Linked DNA regions of Gossypium hirsutum: region 1 is linked to region 2. Evidence: chromatin contacts called from public Hi-C data. All regions are on one chromosome and are shown on one strand. The core of a region is the stretch at or near the end of the contact, and the rest is flanking DNA. Distances in the headings are between cores, read along the strand shown. Region 1 holds the start of LOC107954560. Region 2 holds the start of LOC107954562 (zinc finger protein ZAT9).

What was found. Hi-C and Micro-C count contacts between places; a contact is called where the count stands out from the background.
Region 1: a Hi-C map of leaf shows a contact between it and region 2, with 2.2 times the contacts expected there. The contact joins the promoter of LOC107954560 here to the promoter of LOC107954562 in region 2. A contact is called at or near these places in 9 of 34 Hi-C or Micro-C datasets (callus, leaf and petal).

Annotation. Positions count from the first base shown.
Region 1 is chrD07:26,531,985-26,537,004 of Gossypium_hirsutum_v2.1, forward strand. LOC107954560 reads left to right here and starts at 3,224. Exons shown (of 9, transcript XM_016890158.2): 1 at 3,224-3,634; 2 at 3,720-3,786; 3 at 3,879-3,956; 4 at 4,309-4,361. The coding sequence starts at 3,383.
Region 2 is chrD07:26,371,391-26,376,277 of Gossypium_hirsutum_v2.1, forward strand. It overlaps LOC107954562 (zinc finger protein ZAT9), which reads right to left and starts at 1,344. Exons shown (of 1, transcript XM_016890160.2): 1 at 1-1,344. The coding sequence starts at 1,069.

The sequences.
Region 1 (5,020 bases), core at 1,974-4,473, 160 kb after region 2:
TATATGAATTATGGTACCAATGAGGGCATATTGGTTAAGCACTTAGGTTGATTGTGAATTTGTATGTTTTGGCTTGTTTAGGTACATTTTACATAGGTTTGATTGTTGGTTATTGCATAGCTTGGAGCCCAAGCACTTGGATGTGAAATGACTTGATTTTGAAGGTAGTTTTGGGCACACACAACCTGTGACACGGGCTACCACATGGTCGTGTGCCCCACACGGTCATGTGACACGGCTGTGTGATTCTTTAATTTTTGGTGTAGGATTGTCCACACTATCTCAGAAAGTTACATGACCTGGCAACACGACCATGTGATCCTATTTTCGAATTGTACATGGTTTGAGAACACTGACGTGTGGAGTAGCCACACGGGCTGGCCTCTTTCACACAGCCATGTGACCTCTATTTACACATTTTACTTAAATTTTTGTAGAAGATTTAATTTAACCTTGATTTGATCCCACTTTGTTTTAAATGTTCCGTAAGCTCAATTTAGGTCCCAAATTTATTGTAAAGCATAGAAACGAGTTTCAATGATTTATTTTGTTGTTATTTACTAGAAATTATAGAAAATATTTGAGATTTGTTGTTGTAACACTTTATAGCTCGGATCTGCGGACTAGATTGGGTATAGGGTGTTACACTCTTAACTTTAACGACAACTTAGACAGAGGGACTAGGATTTTTATATAAAAAATATAGGGACTTAATGTCTCAAAATTAAAGTATAGGGACAAAATTTTAAATTTTAAAAGAGTATAGAGACCTTTGGCACATTTAAACCTTTATTTTGCTATACTTAATTTATCAATTGGTTTAAATATGCCAAAGATCCTTATACTCTTTTAAAATTTAAAATTTAGTCCCTATATTTTAATTTTGAGACATTGCATCCCAATTTTTTTATTTAAAAATCTTGGTCACTTAGACTAATTTTTCCATTAAAGTTAAATGTCAAAGGTAAAATAACTTCTTTAGCCTTCAACATTTACATTTTTTTCAATTTATTCATTACACTTTAAAACTACATAAAAAATTAAAAAAATTATTTTTTTCATATTTTAAATAAAATAGCTTTTTTTACCTAAATAATATTAAAAAATAAATTAATTACTGAAATGAGTCACTCAAAAAACGATTTACCAAAATGGAGTGTTTTGAATAGTAACACCGAGTGGTGCCTGACAAACTAGTGGCATCACCCAACTTTTCCCCAAAATTATTAGGCAATCATTAGACCATCATCAGGTTTTTTTAAAGAGTGGGGGTAATATATGAGTTACATGAGCATGAAAAAATGTTATTTTTAAAGAGTGAAGAGGAGTTGTCAGGCGGCACCAGACTGAGTAAGAAAAAAATTGATTGAAAGTAAAATAGGCTAAAAGTAGGCTTGGAAACAGTAAAAAATAAGACTGAAAAAGGAGGAAATAAAGAGACCCATGACTGTAAAAAAATAAATTTTTAATTGTGGAGGGGCACTGTCAGGCGGCACCCACTTTTTGTAGACAACCTAACTCATGAATGCATGTAAAGAAGAAATCTGTAAAAAAAAATGAAGTAAAAAAATGCCTAATTTGTTACATGCATTAAAAAATTTTTAATTGTTTAATCCACTATAAAGGGTTGGTCTCCCCTTCCCATGCACCACTGATTGCTGTTAATAATAATAATAATAATAATAATAATAATAATAATAAAAGACAACCGGTGGTGCTTGGATGGCGGGGACCAACCCTTTATAGTGGGTTGAACAATTAAAGAAAATTGAATGCATGTAATAAATCAAGCTTGTTTTTTACAGCTTTCTTCTTTACATGCATTCATGGGTTAGCTTTGTCTGTAAAAAGTGGGTGTGGCCTGACAACGCCCCTCCACCAATTAAAAACTTATTTTTTTACAGTCACGAGTCCTCTTATTTTCCTCCTTTTTGACCCTTACTTTTTATTGTTTCCAAGCCTACTTTTAGCCTATTTTTACTTCCAGTCAATTTTTTTTACTCAATCTGATGCCGCCTAACAGCTCCCCTCCACTCTTTAAAAATAACATTCTTTTTAAACTCGTGTAATTTTAAACTCGTGTAACCCATATATTACCCGATATTCCTTGTACAAACTAGTGCCAACTATATATAGTGGCGGCACCAAAGAAATTCCTTTTAAAAAAAAAATTGATGATGACCTAATGATGTCCTAATGATTTTGGGAAAAAGTTAGGTGGTGCAGCGAGTTTGTCAAGCATCACGCAGTGTTATTGTTCAAAACATTCCATTTTGGTAAATAATATTTTGGGTGACCTATTTCGGTAATTAAATTATTTTAAATATTATTTAAGTAAAATACCAATAAAAACATATTTTTAAAAATATATTTTTTTAAAAATTAAAAATTTATGAAAAATACTCTTTAAAATTTAAAATTTTAAAAATTAAAAATATAAAATAAATTTAAAATTCAATGTTATCTAAACGGACCAAACCAGTTAGTCGAACCAGTTGGACCGAGAAGCACTTGGGGTATCGATTTGGTGAGAGGTAAAAAACTGGTTAACTTGCGTACAAATATGGACTAATTGAACCAAGCTAAAAACTCGGTTGAATCGATAGTTGAATCAATTTCAAACTAGTTTGACCAGTTGGTTCCAAGAACGATTAGTCAACCAGCTCAAAGTAAATAAATTATTAAAAATAAAAAAAAATTATAAAAACCAAATCAACTACCGATTCAATTGGCTTTTTGGCTTGGCTCAACCAGTCCATATCGGTTTGCAAGTTAACCATTTTTTACCTCTCACAAGTAAGCTGATTCTTAGTCCAACCGGTGTAGTCTAGTTTAAATATCATTGAATTTTGGGTTTTTTTATAATTTTAAAATATTTTTTAAAAATTCATTTTTATTTTTTTACTTTTTAGTTTGAAAGATTTTTTCCATAATTTTTTTAATATAATTTTTAAATTTTAAATTTTTTGTTTAAGATATGAAAAAAATTAAATATAATTTTTTATAATAATATTTTCTTTTAAAGGGAAAGGACCAATTTGACAAAACATATAAATATTGAGGACTAAAAAGGTTATTTTACCTTTGACATCATTAAGTTAATAGTAAAATTAGATTGAAGGGACCAAGATTCTTAAATTAAAAAAACAAAAGGAGTAAATTTCTCAAAATTAAAGTATTGGAACTAAATTTTAAATTTAAAAAGAATATTTCAATTTAAAGTGTTAACTAAAAAAAGTAAAGGGGCATTATGTAAAACTGACCCGATTATCTAGCGGATCCTTCAAGTGTAAAATGGAACATTCGGGGATTAGTATGGTTGGCCCCTCAAAACTAATTTGGGCAGGAGAAAGTTTCTGAGATAGCAAAACAATTACCACCCATGGGAACGGTCTCTGATTCACCAGAAGATAGTCCAAACCCTAATCCACCACCATCGCCGCCCAGCGATTTCCCTTCTAAAAGCGAATCGAATGCTCCCGAACAAGTCACTCCATGGATCGATTCCGCTGTGGAGCAAGCTCTTCTATACCAGAAGATCATCGAACAGAACGTTAACGACGCTATCAAAGCTTCTAGATCTCGACTTTCAGAAATTCGCTCCACCTCCTCAGCTCATTTTAATCTAACCATTGTACGCTTCTCTCTCTCTCTTTTTAGCCGAGAATTAGGAGAAGGGGAAATTTATTTTATTTTATTATATACTTTTAAATTGCTAGGAGTCACTTAAAGATGTCAAATCACAACTTGATGTTTACGAGGATTTGGCATTCGGCAAAGTTAAAGGTCTGTTCCGTCAACCCATTCAATCCATGCACGTTCTGCTTGTAACTTGAAGAATTAATTTTCGGTTTTGAGGTTTCACATTTTTGTTGCAGAGGGGATTAATATTGCAGCTTCGAATCCATTGATCACCGGCGGTGCTGCTGTTGGCTTGGGATTCCTGGTACTTAAAAGTATGGTTCCTAGGTTGTATATGCAACAATGGGCATCAATTAAAACCGTCTCTATCCTTTTTGTATATGATGAAAATGATGCTACCATGTAATTGTACGAGCAAATGTATATGCATAACTCGCTATTCATTGAGACTAGCTCTTTCTATGGTCTGGTGTTGTTTGTCATGACCAATTTTAATGATTAGTTTAAGTGTTTTAGAATTGTTAAGGGGTCTTGATAAAGTTGTTCCTTAGAGAACTTGCAGGTTTACGATTCCCAGCCTTGCAAGTGCCAAGTTTGCTTAATTCCTTAAATGACATATTAAGCAATTCTCTGCATCTTCTTACTTGTAGTTGTTGCAATGTCCAGGGCCAAGACATTTACTGTATTACAAGACTTTGCGTCTTTTTCAGAGCGAAGAGGTCAGTTAAATATCGTTCGCCTTATACGTTATGATTTATTGAGTCCCCTTTCTGTCCTTTTTGTTGGTGGGTTTATTTAGCTAATAAATACATATACTCAATTTGGATTCTGGAAGACACACTACTTATTCTCATTTTGGATTTTAGAAAAGGACATGAATGAGATTTCTAACTACATGCAAAAAGTTACCCTCCCAGGACATTGGAATGTTAGGTCTGTATAAACTACAATTTCTCAAAGAGTGAAATCCATACCTACCTGCAACAGAATCTTGAATTCCATTTTCTTCCTGAAAGTTCAAATCTGTTAACCTACTTGCAATCATACTCATTTTTCATGGTAAAAGTATGGAAACAAATGGCTATCCCAAATTTGTATCAACTCTAAGGATTATTTAAGTTTGCAGCATAGAAGGTAGTAGAATTTTGATATGTCAAGGGAAAGTTGAAACAGCTTGTTGTAGTAATGTTGGAGGAGCTTTTTCTAGCTTCTTCTTCCATATTGCTTGAATGAATGCCTCCCAAACTGTTTTTTGGATCTTCTATTTCTTTTTGCACATCATGGTCCATGCAGTGATGTTTTAATCAGTTTTTACTGTTTACGACACAATCACTCAGTTCAGGAAGCATCTTTCTGAATTTATTAGATTATTTTGAAC
Region 2 (4,887 bases), core at 94-2,593:
GTTCAATTTGGCTAGCATCATCGTCATCCATTGGAGCAGGGAGATTAAGATCTATGAAACTATCTCCCAACTTTTTGGAACTTTTAACAGGGGTTTCAGTTGTCGCTACCACATGAGATCTTTTATGTCCACCAAGAGCTTGTCCAGACGAGAAGACTCTAAAACAAACAGGGCATTCGTGGATTTTCTTGTCGGTCATTGAACTAGGTCTAGTACCCACATTTTCCGGTTCCAACTCTGAATCATGAGTTGCCGGTGGTGAGTAAGCTTTCATCTTTTTGTGACTCGCTCTGTGCCCACCCAGTGCTTGGTACGATTTAAAAACCTTGTTACACGTTTCACACTTGTACTTACCTCGGGTCGCTCTATTCACCTTGCTTAATTTGAAGTACTCTTGTAATTCGTAACTTTGTTCCGTGGACTTTTCTATTTCTGTGCCTTCTTCATCATCCAGATGGAGTACTTTGCTTTTCCATTGGTCCCTTGAAAGCATCATAAGACAGAAAGCGACATCTTCTTCAGTTGTTGCGTCGGAGATCGAACTCACCGGTTCAGGCTCAGCCCAAGGCTCGGTCTTGCTCACTTGGTTGTTGTTGTTGTTGTTGCTGCTGCTGTTGTTAACTTTAAGCTTCTTTCTTTCTTCTTGTTGTTCCTGTCTTTGTTGCTGATGGTTTTCTAGTATTCTCCGAGTCTGTTTAGATCGTCTCCGAGTTGGGTTCTTAGAGGACTCCGTCTCACTTTCCCTGTCTTGAAGAACAGCCGAGCCAGCATCAATAAACTCAGGATCTACCAACCGAACACTTCTCTTTGGATTCTCTCGAAGCCCATAAAACTGCCCTTTTTCCTCCCCTTCTTCTTCTTCCGATGAAGACGACGAATAAGATGCCGAAGCCGACTCTGACTCTGACTCTTCGCTGAGTTGATTCGCTGGTCGTGGTAATCCCAATCGTTGTTGTTCTGCAAGTTTGGGAGGAATTGGAAGATTCAACATATGAGACCTCATATGACCACCCAAAGCTCTTCCATTTGCAAAGCTTTTGAAACACAACTTACACTTATGTTTCTCCATTGCCCAGAAAAAAGGAGGAATGGGATAAACAGAGGAAACACAGTTCTAAAGGTTTGTGTATGTCTCTGGGCTGCGTCTTTCCCTTGTGAGAGAAAGTTTTAAAGGGACTGAAAAACTAAAAAAAGAGTAGGTGACAAGCATTCCTCCACCAAGAGATGCATACAAAGATGCAACAAAAATTTCAAAAATATTTACTAAGAATAAAAATAACAAAATGGGTTATTAGTTTTTGGGTCTCTTAAAACGGCAAAGTATGAATAAATAAAGATTTAATAAAAGCGTATGCATGAAGGAAGAAAGAGCGACATGTAACATGCGAGACTTGCCCGTTTCCGTAATTATTCCCTAATCTAAACTTCCTAAATTGCCCTTTCTTACCACTCGCCAAAACAATTGGATTTTTGTCATCGCAGAAAATGCTCTAATTTTGCAAAATTAAAAGGACCAGTGGTTTGGTTTGTTGTAACCACGAAGCATAGTATGAAAAACCACAAGGTGTCTCCTCTACCAAACAAAAATGAGCATAAGTAAGCCGTGACGGAATTAAAAGCTTCTAACACCTTTGTCCACGGGTCAGCACCAACTTAATTTAGTTTTTACAGCAATTAAAATGGGAGCATCGGTTAAGTGACACTGTTGCTTGGCGGCAGAACCGATTTTGGGTTTTTACCAAAATAGGAATATTCAGTATAATGTCAACTTTGTTTTCCTTTAATTATGGATCTTCTTTTAATTAAAATTTTGGTTGAAACTGGATGGAAATTAGAAATGGAGGGTGGGGGGAAACTAACCTCCCATCCCATCGAGGAAGGAGTTTTCTATGGAAATTGGAGGAAGAGTAAATGCCGTTTTGTTAGGGTTCGGTAGACCCGGTCTTAGTCCATACATCAATTACACATTAATTGTAAATTACACCCATTTATCCATGTCTTTTGTGGGGCTCACCAGAAATATAAGTATAACCCCAATGTAACTATTTAATAATGTTCAATTTCACTTTGTATTAGATATTTGAAATGAAGCTGTAACATTAGCCCAAAAGCATCTGGTTTCAAATCTTTGTGGGGCACATTAACACCGTGTCTCTCCACTCTGGTTAAGACCAATTCAAAGTGGATATAGGGACTGGAGCTGGCGTGACCGAGACCAGTAGAACATGTCGCTGGAAATGACAGACATTACAGGCGAGTGCAGTGAGCATTAAACTACTCTTTTGATCGGCCACCCCTACATCTCTTCATCGTATGGGTTTTTGGCCTAACAGGAAGATGGGGTGAAATGATCGTACGACAGGGCCGACTCCCCCCTCCGTTTTTTTTTTTTGGTATTAACCGGCAGTAGCTTCAACCTTGTACATGCTCCATTGCATGGCTTGAGTGCATCAATATGACACATCACATTCATCGATCGACCATCTGCTGACCCACCAACATCTCACAACTGCTATCTCCCATTTCGTGATATGACTAAGATCAATTCTTGATCTGATAATCATTGGCATTTTAATAATTCCAATCAACAGTCAGGAGTGGTATGAAACAAGGTCCAAATATATATTATTATAGGTGGACTCCAAAATTGATATTCAACCTTGGTAATTTAGGGTTAAAAACTTATAATCTCACAAAGCAACTGCAAATGCGAAAAATAATAATAAAAAAGAAAGTATAGCTAGTTTGGTAGAAGAAGTATAGGTTGAAGTACGGTAGAGCTGATTCAACTTCTTTCACTGATTCCATTTCAAGCAATAAATAAATATATTTGCAAATGAGTAAAGATGATCATATATTTATTAATTTTTTGGTACATATTAACAATAGTATAGTTTAAATCTTGATAATTGAGGTGTTGATAAAGGAGCTTTAACCATTGTTGCTTTATGTTGAATGGAACCATATATTTAGTATGAAGATTTATAATGTAAGCGACAGTGGTATGTGGGATGTCTTCTTGGCTAGTTTTAGATTGACAATAACAAGATACTAGTGTAATCTGGTGGGTCATACTATTTGTAGCTAGGCAGTTCAAGTGTTGAGTTTTACAGATAAATATGGAGCAACTTCCATGGTTGCTCAGACAAATCGTAAAGGGATTGCGTATGTTATTGGGTTTCCGCTTGTTAAGGAAGATATGGATGTGAGATCCAAAAGCTTGCATGCCCAGGTTAAAGTAGCCAATTGATGAAGGCATAATTGATTGAGGACGCCCCTTAAAATTGTCTATCAAAGCTTCCGTGTGTCAATGTTTGATTCAGGTGTAAATAAGGTTCGGTCTAGCACATTGCACTACGCGCTTAATAACCTCCGCACTGACATATAATATTCAGGGAATCATAAAAAGAAATGGCTGCACTTTGGACGCTATTTCCTGCTGTTGGGGAAGTTTCGTCTCAACTGGAAAGTTTTGCAGAGAGAGGGAAGAAAACAAGCACAACGGAGTGTTTGTTTTAAGGCATTCCGGTGCTAGTAGAGTTTGTCACGTGAAATTATGAGTTGGAGCACTGAAACCTCTCTTTGATTTTAAAGAAAGTAAAAGGTATTTTCTATGACCACTTGAAATGCTGATTATTATTATTATTATAAAAAACAAATAATGATATTATGCTGTAACCGGTGAGTTATATTTTACTTGTCGGTGGGAAATATTGTAGTCAGCCTCGCAGGCGTAAACACCTTTTAACAAATAGCTAGGTTCACTAATTATCACTCATCGCGCATTTGTCGTCGGTTAAGTCTCAAACCAGGGGCCACAGGCCAACTCCAACCGCGTTCCTCTTTTTTTTTTTTTTGCCCCAAATAGGATCACCATTACATGGAAATTTCATCTAAATCATTACTCTCTTCTTGGTCTAATAAAATACGTAGTGTTTTTATTTATTTATGACAATCTTTTTAGTCCTTCTGTAATACATATAACGATATGTTATTTATGACTTTGATACTATGGGGGATGACTTATTAATTTAGTGATTTACAATCATGAAAACAATGGCCAGAGGCTGGGATTTAATTAATTACTATGGTAGACATTGTTACATTATATATCTCCAAGATGTAATTGATTTACTGTGTGTTATCTTCCATGAGTTTAATGTAAATTAATAATCTATAATTCTGAAGACTAATCAACCCACATTGTAAGCAAAACCACACAAATAATTTTCTAATTGCATTTGCTTGCTAGTTGTACGTAGTTGATGAAGTAGGCAAATTCCAAAGTCAAAGATGTAATGGAAGGGCAGTTTCGGTAGGAAGAGTCCACTTGAAGCTATATTAACTTTTCCATTGCATTAATTTCTCTACAAAGAATCGTTGACTTCCTTCCACCTATAACATGATTCTGGGTTTTTAGTGTAGCATAGGAAAAACAAGTTCTAACTTATATACACAATCTGATTCCCTATTCATTTTTTAGCAACCTTCATTATTTGAAGTATATTGAATAAAATCTAAAAATTATATTATAAACTAAAGCATGTGTTTGAAAATATTTTTAAAACTATTCATATACACTTTGTTATTGGTTTAAAGATATATAAAATCTTCAAATTAATTGCCACCCAATTTAACTATTACTATTAACTTAAAAAAATAAATTCAACTCATCTCGATTTCGTCTTTGATAACATTGGTCGTTAAAATTAATTAATGGACCATTTGAATGGCAGTACATGGTGAGTCCAGATTTAACTTTTTATTTTTCTAATAAAAAACCATAAAAATTATAAAAAATATATATATAGAAAAAGATATTAAAAATTATATTAACATATAGAAACTTATAAATATTATTAAAAATGATAAACACTTTTACATTTT